Linked DNA regions of Mus musculus: region 1 is linked to region 2. A link is a contact called in public HiChIP or PLAC-seq data. All regions are on one chromosome and are shown on one strand. The core of a region is the stretch at or near the end of the contact, and the rest is flanking DNA. Distances in the headings are between cores, read along the strand shown. Region 1 holds the start of Dmrta2 (doublesex and mab-3 related transcription factor like family A2). Region 2 overlaps Faf1 (Fas-associated factor 1).

The links. HiChIP or PLAC-seq counts read pairs in DNA pulled down with a chosen protein or histone mark.
Region 1: an H3K4me3 HiChIP or PLAC-seq map of embryonic forebrain shows a contact between it and region 2, with 6 times the contacts expected there. The contact joins the promoter of Dmrta2 here to the enhancer-like site in region 2. A contact is called at or near these places in 13 of 39 promoter capture datasets (the 3T3-L1 cell line, 3T3-L1-derived adipocytes, the C10 cell line and 7 more), 1 of 484 Hi-C or Micro-C datasets (CD4 T cells), 8 of 115 datasets of contacts at active chromatin or transcription factors (bone marrow-derived macrophages, craniofacial prominence, embryonic basal ganglia and 5 more) and 3 of 9 other capture datasets (adipose tissue, liver and macrophages).

What each region holds. Positions count from the first base shown.
Region 1 is chr4:109,973,812-109,979,745 of GRCm38.p6, reverse strand. Dmrta2 (doublesex and mab-3 related transcription factor like family A2) reads right to left here and starts at 1,721. Exons shown (of 3, transcript NM_172296.2): 1 at 1,410-1,721. Dmrta2os (a long non-coding RNA gene) reads left to right here and starts at 134. Exons shown (of 4, transcript XR_868017.3): 1 at 134-808; 2 at 960-2,404; 3 at 2,633-2,819; 4 at 2,977-5,934.
Region 2 is chr4:109,787,266-109,792,861 of GRCm38.p6, reverse strand. All of the region lies in intron 7 of Faf1 (Fas-associated factor 1), which reads right to left. Among named protein-coding and RNA genes, the nearest start is that of Faf1, 110 kb to the right of the region's middle. Within about 2 kb of position 3,076, at least 6 of the 459 cell types and tissues checked have an H3K27ac peak or open chromatin away from gene starts, as enhancers often do. A contact at or near this core is called in embryonic forebrain and forebrain, where this site is marked.

The DNA.
Region 1 (5,934 bases), core at 472-2,971, 190 kb before region 2:
AACTTGTGGCTGTCAAACTGCTGGGGAAACGAACTGGAAGCTCCCTGTAAACAAGTACGCCCCCACCCCCACCACTGACCTCTTATATCTGACTACACGTGTAAGATTTCGTTTGAATCAGTAGTTCCGCCAAGGGGAAAAAAACAAGACAACGTTTGGAAGTCATTGGTGCAGTTGAATGTAAAGAGGATTTGGAAAGAAAATATTATGCCCAAAGCTTAGGTTAATTGGGGTGAGTCGAGAAAAGAGAAATATTTGCCTGAAAGGGACTCAGATTACAGAGAAAACTTGGGACCAACAAGCGGATGTCAAAGGCAAAGCAAGAAAAAAAAAAAAAAAGGAGCAAAATGATCCCGTTTGGTGGACAGGTGAAGAGGAGAGAAATGTGCAGGCGGGGTGAGGAGGTGAACAGGTTGGGCTGGGGTCTTAATTGTAGCTTTCAATGTGGAAGCAGAGGAATTCGAGCAAAAAGGAACTGAAGAATTTTTTCCTGTTAGAAGTAGGGTAAGAACTAGAAGACAAAACTTGGAGGCAAAGTTCGGCTTATGGCCCTGGGATCACAGCCAAAAGAATTCTGCAAATACTGTGGTCTGAGCCTCTAAAGGGTTAGTTCTATTCCACAGAACTGAGTGTAGGAGAGCTGAGAAGAGAGAAAAGCCATCGGAAGAAACTTTCTTTGGACTGGCCACCCTAGCTCAAAGATTAGTTGAATAACAAGAAAAACGTCCAGAAACAGCTGACAAGGCGACCCGGACTGAGGTCCACCGAGAGGGACAGCGCTGCTTAGGAAAAAAATCTCCAGCAAAAGGTAGGGCGGGGATAGGGTGAAACCTGTGGCTTGGGGGTTAGACTTTTAGTCTGGAGTAGTCAGAGGAAAGCACATCTTCAGAAAAGTTAGACTTTGCAGGAGCCAGAGTCCTTTTGCTCAATGCCTCTTACCCAACCCCCACCCCTCCCAGTTTAGGAACTGAGTCCTCAGACACGCCCTCCTCATCCTGGGACCTCTTGGGACCCCGCTTGTGCGCAGGTTCCAGAGTGTTGGTCTCAGACCAGGGTTCTGGGACTTGCACAATCCAGCAGGCCTCAAAGGAGGCCAGGAAGTCGCCTCCAAAACTGACCCTGAAGGGACCCGAGAGTCTCACCTGCGCCGCAGCCGCAGAAGGCCCAGCAGGCCCTGCTCCTGGCTTCCGCCGCGGCCTCCACTCCCCGCCACGCAGCCCGGGTCCCCGCCAGAGCCGGGAGCCGCTCCTGGGGTCCGGGTCTGGGAATCCCAGAGCACCGTGTGCTCCGAGGCCTCTTCCCCCAGACCCTCAAGCACTCAATGCCCAAGGCCCGGCAGGGCCTGGGCCTCGCCCTCGGGGGCCACCGACCCGGTCGCCTCCCCTGCTCGGCTGCCGGCCCTCCCCTACCTGCCTCGAGCTCCGGGCTCCTCCTCTGTTGGCGCAGCACGCGTCGCCCAGCTCGGCTCGCGCCTCGGCTCTCTTGGCCTCGTCCCTCTGCCCCCGGCCCCTTCTCTGACCACGTCACCCTCCTTCAGCCACCATGTCCGAACTTCCGGACCCCTCTAGGAACACAGCAGTCCAACACCCCGGAGGGGCCTCGGGGCCGGGGGCCTGGCCGAGGGCGGGCTGGTTGCAACCGGCGTCCCCTCGGTGCGCTCCGGACGCTGCGCTCGCCCCGGGCCGGGTAGTCCGGCGCTGCCAGCTCTCAATGAGCCGCTCGCCCGCTCTATTGTTGCTCCTCAGGGCTCCATTAGACAGAATTGGACAACAATGTGGCGCCTGCCATTGGCCAGGGGAGACAGTCGGCGCTCTGATTGGCCGGGCCCGCGCCCGGGGAGCCCCTCATTCTACAGTGTCCGAAAGATTCGAAACTCCGCACGCTCTGCTGAGTGCCTGCGGGATGGGAGGGGGCGCCAGGGAAGGAGTGCGCGAGGAGGAGCGTTGCAAATGTCGTGACAAGAAGTTTCCGTGCGCCCGAGAGCGTGTGAATTGCTCCTAATTACCGTGTCCGGTGCGCCTCTCCGCGTAGACGTGTGTAACCCCTCTACTCCTGGGGCTCCGGCTCCACTGAGCCACTCTCCCTTGGCCCGGGGCGCTTGGCAAGGCCTAGCTTCCCAAGTGGCCCCGGAGGCCTGGGGCGGGACAGGAGCAGGTGACAATTCAATTACCGCTGTCGAAGTGGGAGTGGAACCCGGGTGCCGGGGTGGGGGAGGGAGGGCGTTCACCGCAGACTTGCCAAGATGGTTTTTGCTGGCTTCCTTCTGACCGTGACCGTGTGCTTCCACGTCCGACGGGCTCCGAGGTAGTTGAGAGCCGGTTTGCTCCCTTCCCCCGCCCTCTATCACCTTTAATGCTTAGTTTCTTCGTTTGCAAAGTCCTGACACCGTGGGCGTCACGGAGTGGTAAGTGCGATTTGTAAGGATTTGTGTTTTCAAGCTAGGAGCCCCGGGAGGAACGTGGGTCCAAGCGCTGCAGCTTCTCCTCTCCCTGCGCCCCTGCCCTTTCCCTCGGCCCCCTGTGCCCTCCTTGCCTTTCCGAATTTCTTTGCATCTTGCTGCCCTTTTTTGTGGAATTCTTTTTGTGGCTGTTTGAAATTAACAAAGTTTACTTGTAACTTTTTTTTTTTAAAGCCAAAGTAAAAAGCCGCCTTTGCGACTCCCCAGATCCTCTGGAGGCTGGAGGAACCGGCCAGACGGTCAGACCCATCAGCCCACAAGACTTCCGCAGGGGGCGAGGGCACTGGACCTGCTTTGACTTGGCCTTCCTCGACCCGTGCTGACGTCACGGCCCGAGAACCCCCTTGGGTCTGCGGAGGAGGTAACAAGTTCGAATTTTGTATCTCTTCCTAGTTATTCCCATCTGTTACTGATGTTTAAATCCTTGGACTGTGTCACCCTCCAGCTCGGACTTTTCCTTTGCCTTTGAGGCTAACATTCTGTTACTCTCATTTTTGCTTTCTACTTTTCTCCTTCAGAGTAAAGAAAATTCGTTTAAATGAAATGCGAAACTATCTCCTTACTCCCTTTCCGATCCCTGCCGTGCGTTTTGGCATTGATTTTTAGAAACCCTTGGGCGTCGGAAGTCGGGTCTCTGCCACTGCAGACGGTCATCTGCTAGGCACCCAGAGCCTGCCTCAGGAGGACCCGCGACTGGGACTGGAAAGAAGAGGAGATCAGCAGGACCCCAAAACAGAACCATGGTCCTGCAAGGGTCAGGATGCGCTCCGCCCAAGGAGCCAACTGAGGATCCGACTGGGGGAGATAAGAAGGGGCGTTGAGCCTCAGAATCTAGCAGACAGCTTCCAGAAAGTTCGCCAGGCCTGTTTCAAAGGAGCCTGGACACGAATAATATAGAATAGTAGCCTGGTGCCCGCCACAGGGAAAGTTCTCCAGAGCCGGGAGAAAGGATTTGATAGGGAGTTAAGGGTCTCGAGATCTCCAGGGGCCAGAGGGTAGAATAACTCTGACTATGCCTGAGTGCTGGCCTGTGGGAGGGAGGGGCAGGGAGGCTTCGCGTGCTGCCAGATTCCACGCGAGGCTTCTACTCGCCTGCTTTTAGAGCTTTTGGGGGGAATATTTCAGAAAAAAAATGTGGACCCCCAAACAAAATAACCTAACCAGATCCGCTTAGTTTTCTGGGAAGGGTGGCCTAACTTTTCTCGCACCTGAGGCTTGCGCACTTAGATGTCCTGACACTTAGATGGAGACGACAACGGTTACCGGAACCCCAGCTCTTGCTTTGAGCTGGATCGAACCTGTTTTGTCTTGTCTTGTTTTGTTTCTTCCTTTCCCACAGACAGGGTTGTTTCATAGTGTAACAAGCCCTGCCTAGACTCGCTTTGTAGACCAGGCTGGACTCTGAACACACAGAGATCCGCCTGCCTCTGCCTTTCCAGTGCTGGGATTAAAGTCCTGAGCCACCATGCCGGGCTGAACTTCCTTTTCTTAAAAGGCAGGAGGTATCGCATCCTGCAAAACAGCTCAGGCCAAACCACAGGGTGTACCCCGATCCGGATGCTCTTTCCTCTAGTTGATATCTCCCCGGGTCTGAGTTTCCAAGCTCTCTTTTCCCAAGTCGCCGATGGGGGCATTCACGTGAAGAATTAAGGAAGGAATCAGGAAAAAAAAGGCTTGTTCTGGACTGAGAGAACCATGCCCTTGTCGGCTTCCCAGGCCCTTCCTGATGTTAGCTTCTGCTGATAGGAGCCCTGCCCAAAATGGAGAGGACTGGAAGTGACCCAGCTAAGCCGCTAGCCTTAGGGAGCACATATCCAACAGGAGGACAAGGAAGACCCATCATCATCACCACCACCACCACCACGCACATCCCAACAGAACTCCACCCTTAGGACCTCAGTGCAGGGTCGGACACACCTTTCATGTACACACGGGGGGGGGGGGTGCGCTCACCTCTGACGTTCTCCCACCTAAGGGACCCTTTCAAAAAGTTTAACTCCACAGTGTGCTCTCTTAAGCATGTTCGCCTGTGGACCCAGCCAAACCAGGTCGCGAGTATGCACACTCAGCACTGGGCATATCCTCAGGCAATATTATGCTAGTGCATAGCGCCCCAGACCTTCTCCGCCTGCCGGGACCCGGGCAGAAAAAGCTCAAGACCGAAGCCACTCCAAAGGAAGTGACTGACAGTGAGGACCCAGCTCACACTTTCAGAAGTGTCCTCAGCTCAGAATCATCTGCTGATGAGTCTGCCCGGTGGGTGGGGATGGGGTGTGTGCACCCAGCCAAGAAGTCCTCCACACCCTCACGCTCGATCCACGCCATCTATCACTCACGGCCACTCCACAGCAGAGGCCCAGAGGGAAGGCCCAGGTGGGGGCCCGGGATGATGCGGGGTTGGGGGCCCAAGAGTGAAGATTCTGTACTACCGACTAGGAGAAGGGCTGCGGGTATCAATGGGGGGACCTGGGAAGCATTGACTTTTGCGCTGTTTGCCCGCGGCCTCGGAGCAAGCAGACGCCATCTGTTTGCCGGCTGCGACGCGTCCCGTTTAATTACCCTCCCGGCAGCCTAATAGAGATGATATTAAACTAAATCTTTCTGACATTAAAAGTAATTATCCCCAAACCGGTGGCTCCGGGACGGAGTTGCCCCTCCCGTATAGACCCCTTTCCAAAGCTCTGGATTCCGTTGGTTTGGCTCAAACTCTACACCTGGGAAGGGGCTGGAGGAAGAAGTAGGCGCCTTGGGAGACAGTGTCTCCGAAGGCAGGCATTCCTGACAAGCGTTTTCCCACACCATAGTGGCTCCTGTTCCTGCTTGGACGCAGGCGTGGACGCCAGCACACGAGACATTTTTCTCCAGTCTTTACTGATTAAGCCCTCTAGTCGTGCGTGCCCAGCGCAAATGGTGAGAGGGCAGCCTGGTTCTGTTGAAAGAGCCCTTGGTGGAAGGCCTATGCTAGGGCCAAGAAAAGTCGACACAACTTTGGAGTTTGGAAACAAAACAAGGAACCACACTGCCCACTGTGGCTCTGGGTTTTTGCCCTGTTCTTCCTGTGAGGGCTCCAGCGTCTTGCACTTTCCCTGCAGTGATTTCTGAAGACCCATCTTCCCCCATTCGGTCCTATTATCTCACTTTTCAGGTGAGAAACCGATTCCTAGCTGGAAGGCGGTACAAATTTCAAGAACTGAGCACCATTCCCTGACCACTTCTGCAAAGCTCTGGGTTCCACTTGAGACTTTTCCCCTGCACCCTGGTGCTTCGCTTCTTTGGGGAAAGGGCACTGGGCATCTTATTCTCAAGCAGCAGGTGGAAGGGCCACCTGAGGGGAACAAGGGAAGGCACCACACTGAACAGAGAATAGCAGGGGGGACAACACCAAGCCCCAATCAGTAGCCACAGCTACTGCCCTCCTAGGACAAGCCCTGCAAGGGAGTAGGGGTTGCCCAAGGTTTCAAGACTTTCTATTTTGA
Region 2 (5,596 bases), core at 1,827-4,326:
GTAGCTAGCTACATCAGAACTCATCAGCTATTTTTGAACAAAAGCAGGAAAAGTGTGTGTGTGTGTGTGTGTGTGTGTGTGTGTGTGTGTGTGTGTGTTGGTTGGTTACTCCAGCATTGGAATCTTGCACAAACAAACATGATGGGTGCACAGAAAAGTAGCTTTGAAATAAAATTCTTTAAATTCTACCTTAATTCCAAAATATACTGATTCATTATCTTGAAATAAACAGTATTTTCTTATTTCATTATCTCATATATAACTGCACTGAATTGAATGACATTCCTCTGCTAGTCTAAGCCTGAAAAGCATGTGCTGGCTATAGTGCTATGTTGGTATAAAGCACAATGCCAGACTGATGTGCTGAACAAAAGTGATCAAAGTTAGAGTAATGTTAGCCACTGCACAAGTATTTGCCTTCATTGTCCTCCCCAGAATGACATCTGTTAAAGCAACTTGTCATAGAGCAAACTAGTTAATGCAGAGAGAACTTAGCCGTGCGAGTACTATGTAAAGCATATTAAGCTAATGTTTGATTGATTGTCCCAACGCAAAGGCTAAATTTATGAAGTACTCTGAGAGTATGACAAAATAAATCTTTTAGGCTAAACTACAGCCACTAAACAGCAATTTAAGTGAAAACAAATTAGCTTTTCAAAATTAAGTCCTTGGTATAACCATAGGCAGACTTTTACCATTATAAAGCAAAACAGTAGCAGAAACAACAAATGGTGAATTTAATAAAAGAGACAAAAATTCATTGCCTTTACTGATGGGTGTATCCAATTGAAAGTTTAAATCACCAATGCAGTAAAGGAAAAAAGGTACACAAAAAAGTGTAAAAGTAATTGTATTGTTAAAAGTAGTCTTTGAGCTATGTATAAAACGATGCAGATGGATTTGAAGTTCCTATGAAACAGATCAAAGATGCAATTCTCCTAGAGAGGGAGGAAAACTAAAATGAAAAGAAGTAAAGAGAGCAGGGATGCTGGAGAGAACAGAAAAAGCCATGAGGAAAAGCATAAAGGGGATGGATACTGTGAGAAAGAAACAGGAAGAGAGGGGAAAGTGTGCTGTTGGTATGAATTGTGAGGATCTGAGAAAGATAGAATGAATGCAGGTAGGTCTGCTGTGCTGACTCCCAGCTGACACCACTGTCCCATTTCTGATGCAGTTCAATCTTTAAAGACTGTTAAATTCCAGTTAAGTAGGAACAAGTGACACTTCACTGGATAACATTTCCTAAGGGATTTTTTTTTCTTTTGGTCTTACACATTTTCTTTGATCAGCACTGGCTCAAAATCATGCTGAACATTGAAAACCTTTTCAATTCTTGTTTTGTGTTAAGCTCTAAATCTATGAGATTTTAAGCTACTAACCCATGCAAATGTTTCGTTTAGTTATGAAGGACTATAATAAATACTGTGGTTGTCAGCTAAACATTAAAACAAACTATACTGTATTTGAATTGCAAGTTATAAACTCACCATAGATTTTTTTTTTATCACATTTGCTCTCTAGACTTTTTTAGAGAATTTTTCTCACTGCTTCAGATACATACACACATACACGCACACACACACACACACACATACATACATACATATGTACATATACACATACACACACATATATAAACACATATACAATCCAGAATAATTTGAAAAAGTACAGAATATGTTTCTGATTTATTATCATAGCTGATGTATATCTACATACTTAAATATAGCACTCGAGGAAGGATCATCTTATCACAGCATGCTCAGTGTATTTTCCAAGAACTCATCTTCCTCCAACTTTTATTTTAAATTCACTTAAAATTTCAAACAGATTTTCTTTGAGTAAAAGTTCATTAGAATTTCTGACAGAATAATTCTTACGTAAGATACCCTACTGAATGCTAAATTGAGTTTTAGACCTAAGATTAGACTCAAATGAGTTGTTCTGAGTTATTCCAACTGAAAACTAAAAGGCCTATGAAGCTTAGCAGAAAACACTATCAGTTATAATGTAATTGCTTGTAAACTGAATACTGATAAAAGTATCAAAACTTTTCTCAGGAAATTGTAAATGCCATCAAAGTATGTGTTTTGGCATAAGAAAATCAGACCTGGAGTTCTGATTCTAATACCAGAACTATTACTGTGCACAAACTAGCTGAGCCTTTCCGAGATTTAGTTCACTCAACCTTAGAAGAGAATAAAGATCACTTCTGATTTTCAATGCTATAACATCCTATGGTTTCATAAAGATATTGTAGTTAATCCTGGATGCAGAAAAAGAGCTAAATATATGCAAAACAAAGCCATAATGAGGAAGTTTACAAACACTAAGACTCTTGCCTTAATTTTCTTAAATGGAAGAACAGCAGTAGAGTCAATAAATATAACAGATATCAAAGAGAAAAATAAAAATTATTTCAGGTGAGATATAAAGATATAGAAGCATTTTAAATACATTTTTTCTTCTTGAACAAATAAAATTGAGTCTTTACTTTGTTTATACCTTAACAAAAACCTAATTGATGTTTTAAATCTCATAGGATCTAATTTTAAATAAAGCCTGTCATACTGGTTTCTGAAGTAACTAGACCTTCAACTGATGACAATCCGTTATCCCAGTCTAGCTAGACCACTGTTTAACAGTTACAACATTTTTTAATTCACTTCATTAAAAATCTTTGAAATTGGGCCCATAAGTTGTTATTAAACATTTTAATTTAGGAAAATATATTTAAATGATATGGGTTCCAAACAGCTTTTAATTGGTTCTGGATTCTCTGAATTAAAACACTAACACACAGTATTGTCTTTCCAAGCAGTATCATGAAAGGACAGGCACCCATGTGATTTTCCTGCCACTGTTACTAGAACAAAAGGCCTCTAGAGACAGTAGAACCTAAGCTTATCCAAATTTAAAATATATCAAACTATGAGCTGCAACTACATGGAACAAGTAAGTGTTTGCAGTGGTCTGTTTTAAATGAAAACAAGGCACACAGACCAGGCTGAGTTCCAGTCTCCTGCATCCATGGTGCCCTGAAAGGCTTGTGGAGCTAAGAAACCAGTCACTTCTGATTCAGAACGGGCTCTGAGCACACACTACATATCTAATGCCTTTCCTTTTGCTCCTTTGTAACATACTGTACATGCACTGCAGTTGCACATGGATTTGTTTTACTAAGATGCAAGTTAAACCCAGCTAAAAATCCTTCCTGAACAACAACAACAACAACAAAAAAAAAAAAACGTTTGAAAGCGGATGGTGCAAGGGGAATGAGAAGGTGGCATCAGTAATCAAATGTTAATTAGCAAGCTTCTCCCCCTTCCCCCAGGGCTGGCCTGTGTTAGAGAATTCAAATCAGAAATCAATGCTCCAAGTGTTTAACTATTACTTCTTCTCATTAACCATTAAAAGACCAAGCAATTTTCTCCTCATAAAAACAGTAACTCAAGAATTTCTTTTTCTCAAATACCGTCTTTCTAGAAAACAATGAAGAGGCCTGTAAAATTCAAGTGCTTTTCAACCAGGCTTTGAACCAACTGTATTCTGCACTTTAACATCGTTTGGTTCTAAATGAATTCTTAAGTCTCACAACTGCACCTTCCTTCTGCCATACTTAGAAAACGAATTTTGCTTCTTTCCTTATAAAACGACAGGGCAGCTGATATTTTATGAGATCAGAATTGGGATGGTAATAATAAGGTGAATCAAGTACAGAATCTAGTTTAAACACACAGAATTATAAATGGATTTGATTTTGGCCATCATGAACAACTACCAGAAATAAGATTAAGAATTTCTACTAGTAACATGGAAATTATACTTAAACTCTGATGAGAATAAAAATACTGTAAAACTGCAAAAGCTATATCATACTTACACCAAACTAACCTAAGTACTGGATTCAAACAAAAATAAATTTATATCTTTACTTAAAAGTTATGTCTATATTAAAAGATAAAACACTTTTTTTCTTGATTCTTGGTTTCCTAAACTGGCCTTGAACTCACTGTGTAGAAGAGGATAACTTCAAACATTCTGATCCTTCTGGCTCTGTTACCAGATAGACGCCAGACTTAGGTGGTGCTATGGAAGTAATCCATGGCTTCATACACACCATGCAATCACTTTACTGACTGAGTCACATCCCCAGCTCTCAAATCATAATTCTGAAAGAGCTATGAAAATCCATAATAGAGAAGAAATTAGGCTAAATGTCACAAATGTTTAAAAAAACTAAATAATAGGACCTTGGATTTCTAAAAAGGTTCTAGAAAGATTGTGAAGTTGCAAATAATGATATTATAAATAGAAGTAGTCAATGATTTTCCTACAATAGTCCTTCTCAAAGCAGCAGTGGTATCAGCAGGAAGAAATTAGAAATGCTTATTACAGAGCCCTGTGATTCCAGTGTGCTGAACATTCTGGGGCATTGCATGATGAGTGCTATGCAGCCTTCAAAGTGATTCTTACCAGTCTAAAGTATAAGATGCAGAACTTTATATATAAGCTTCTCCAGGCAGCCATGCCTCTTTAGCTAACTCATTTCTTAATCCTTCAAAGTCTTAAGTGACCCCGTCCCTTTTATGAATGAGTAAATTTCTAGAAATCCCAAAATTTTGTTTCAGTTAAGAATGTAGGTGGGATTAGATGGCAAACTGCTGTCACTGAAAAATCCTTATACCTTATAAATTTACACTCTTTCAATAAAGTCTGAAGTTATGGAAAGTCACAAATATTTTAATCTATATTTTTGTCATAGGGAGCTCATGATAGACTATAAATATCATGAAAGAAAATAGTTGGTTTACTGCCTGTAGTAAAAATAAAACAGCGGGGCCTTTAATAAGTGCTCTTAAAAGTCCCTCCCCATACAAAATTAAGTAAATTAATGAGTTTGTGGCATTGGGAAATAAAATAAGTAATAAATAAAAACCCAGAAATAACTGCCACGAACATTTTTAAGAGTCTCATGTTAGACAGCATTCACCCTGTAAAGCCCAGTTTATATTTTATTCCCATTGGTTCAGTTTATCTATTAGTCCACTAGTGATAGAGCATGTGTCCAGCACAGTCAACGCTCAGGATCAGATCCCCAGGAGAACAGAGGACAATAAAAAAGAACACAAGACAAAAGATTCTTCATGAACCAGAAAGCAAAGTACTTCTAAGTCAGAAATGTTCCAAGTTTGAACTTCTGAAGGTAAAAGAAAATGTATCAGAAGCAATGCACTAGTTAATCTCAAGGATACCATTCATACTACCAGATATTTAGCTACAAACAAATCCACTATAGCCCTGTCCATAAAACATTAAAATAGTACAATCTCATATCCAGCAGTATGTTAGCTAAATAAATGAAGTATGGAACAATAAAAGTGGCCATTCTGAAAGAGGAGATAAGGATGACAGAAATGTCCTTGGTCCCTGCCAGAGGTCTGGAGTGTCAGAAGAGAGTTCTGCTTCTGTGCTATCTCTTTCCTGAAATGAGCATCCTTTCCTGGAAACTACATGAAGACTTGACCTAAACTAAGAGTTCCTGGACACCTTGAGGATGAGCCAGCAGGCCTGTCTACCTTCTTGTGCTTGACTA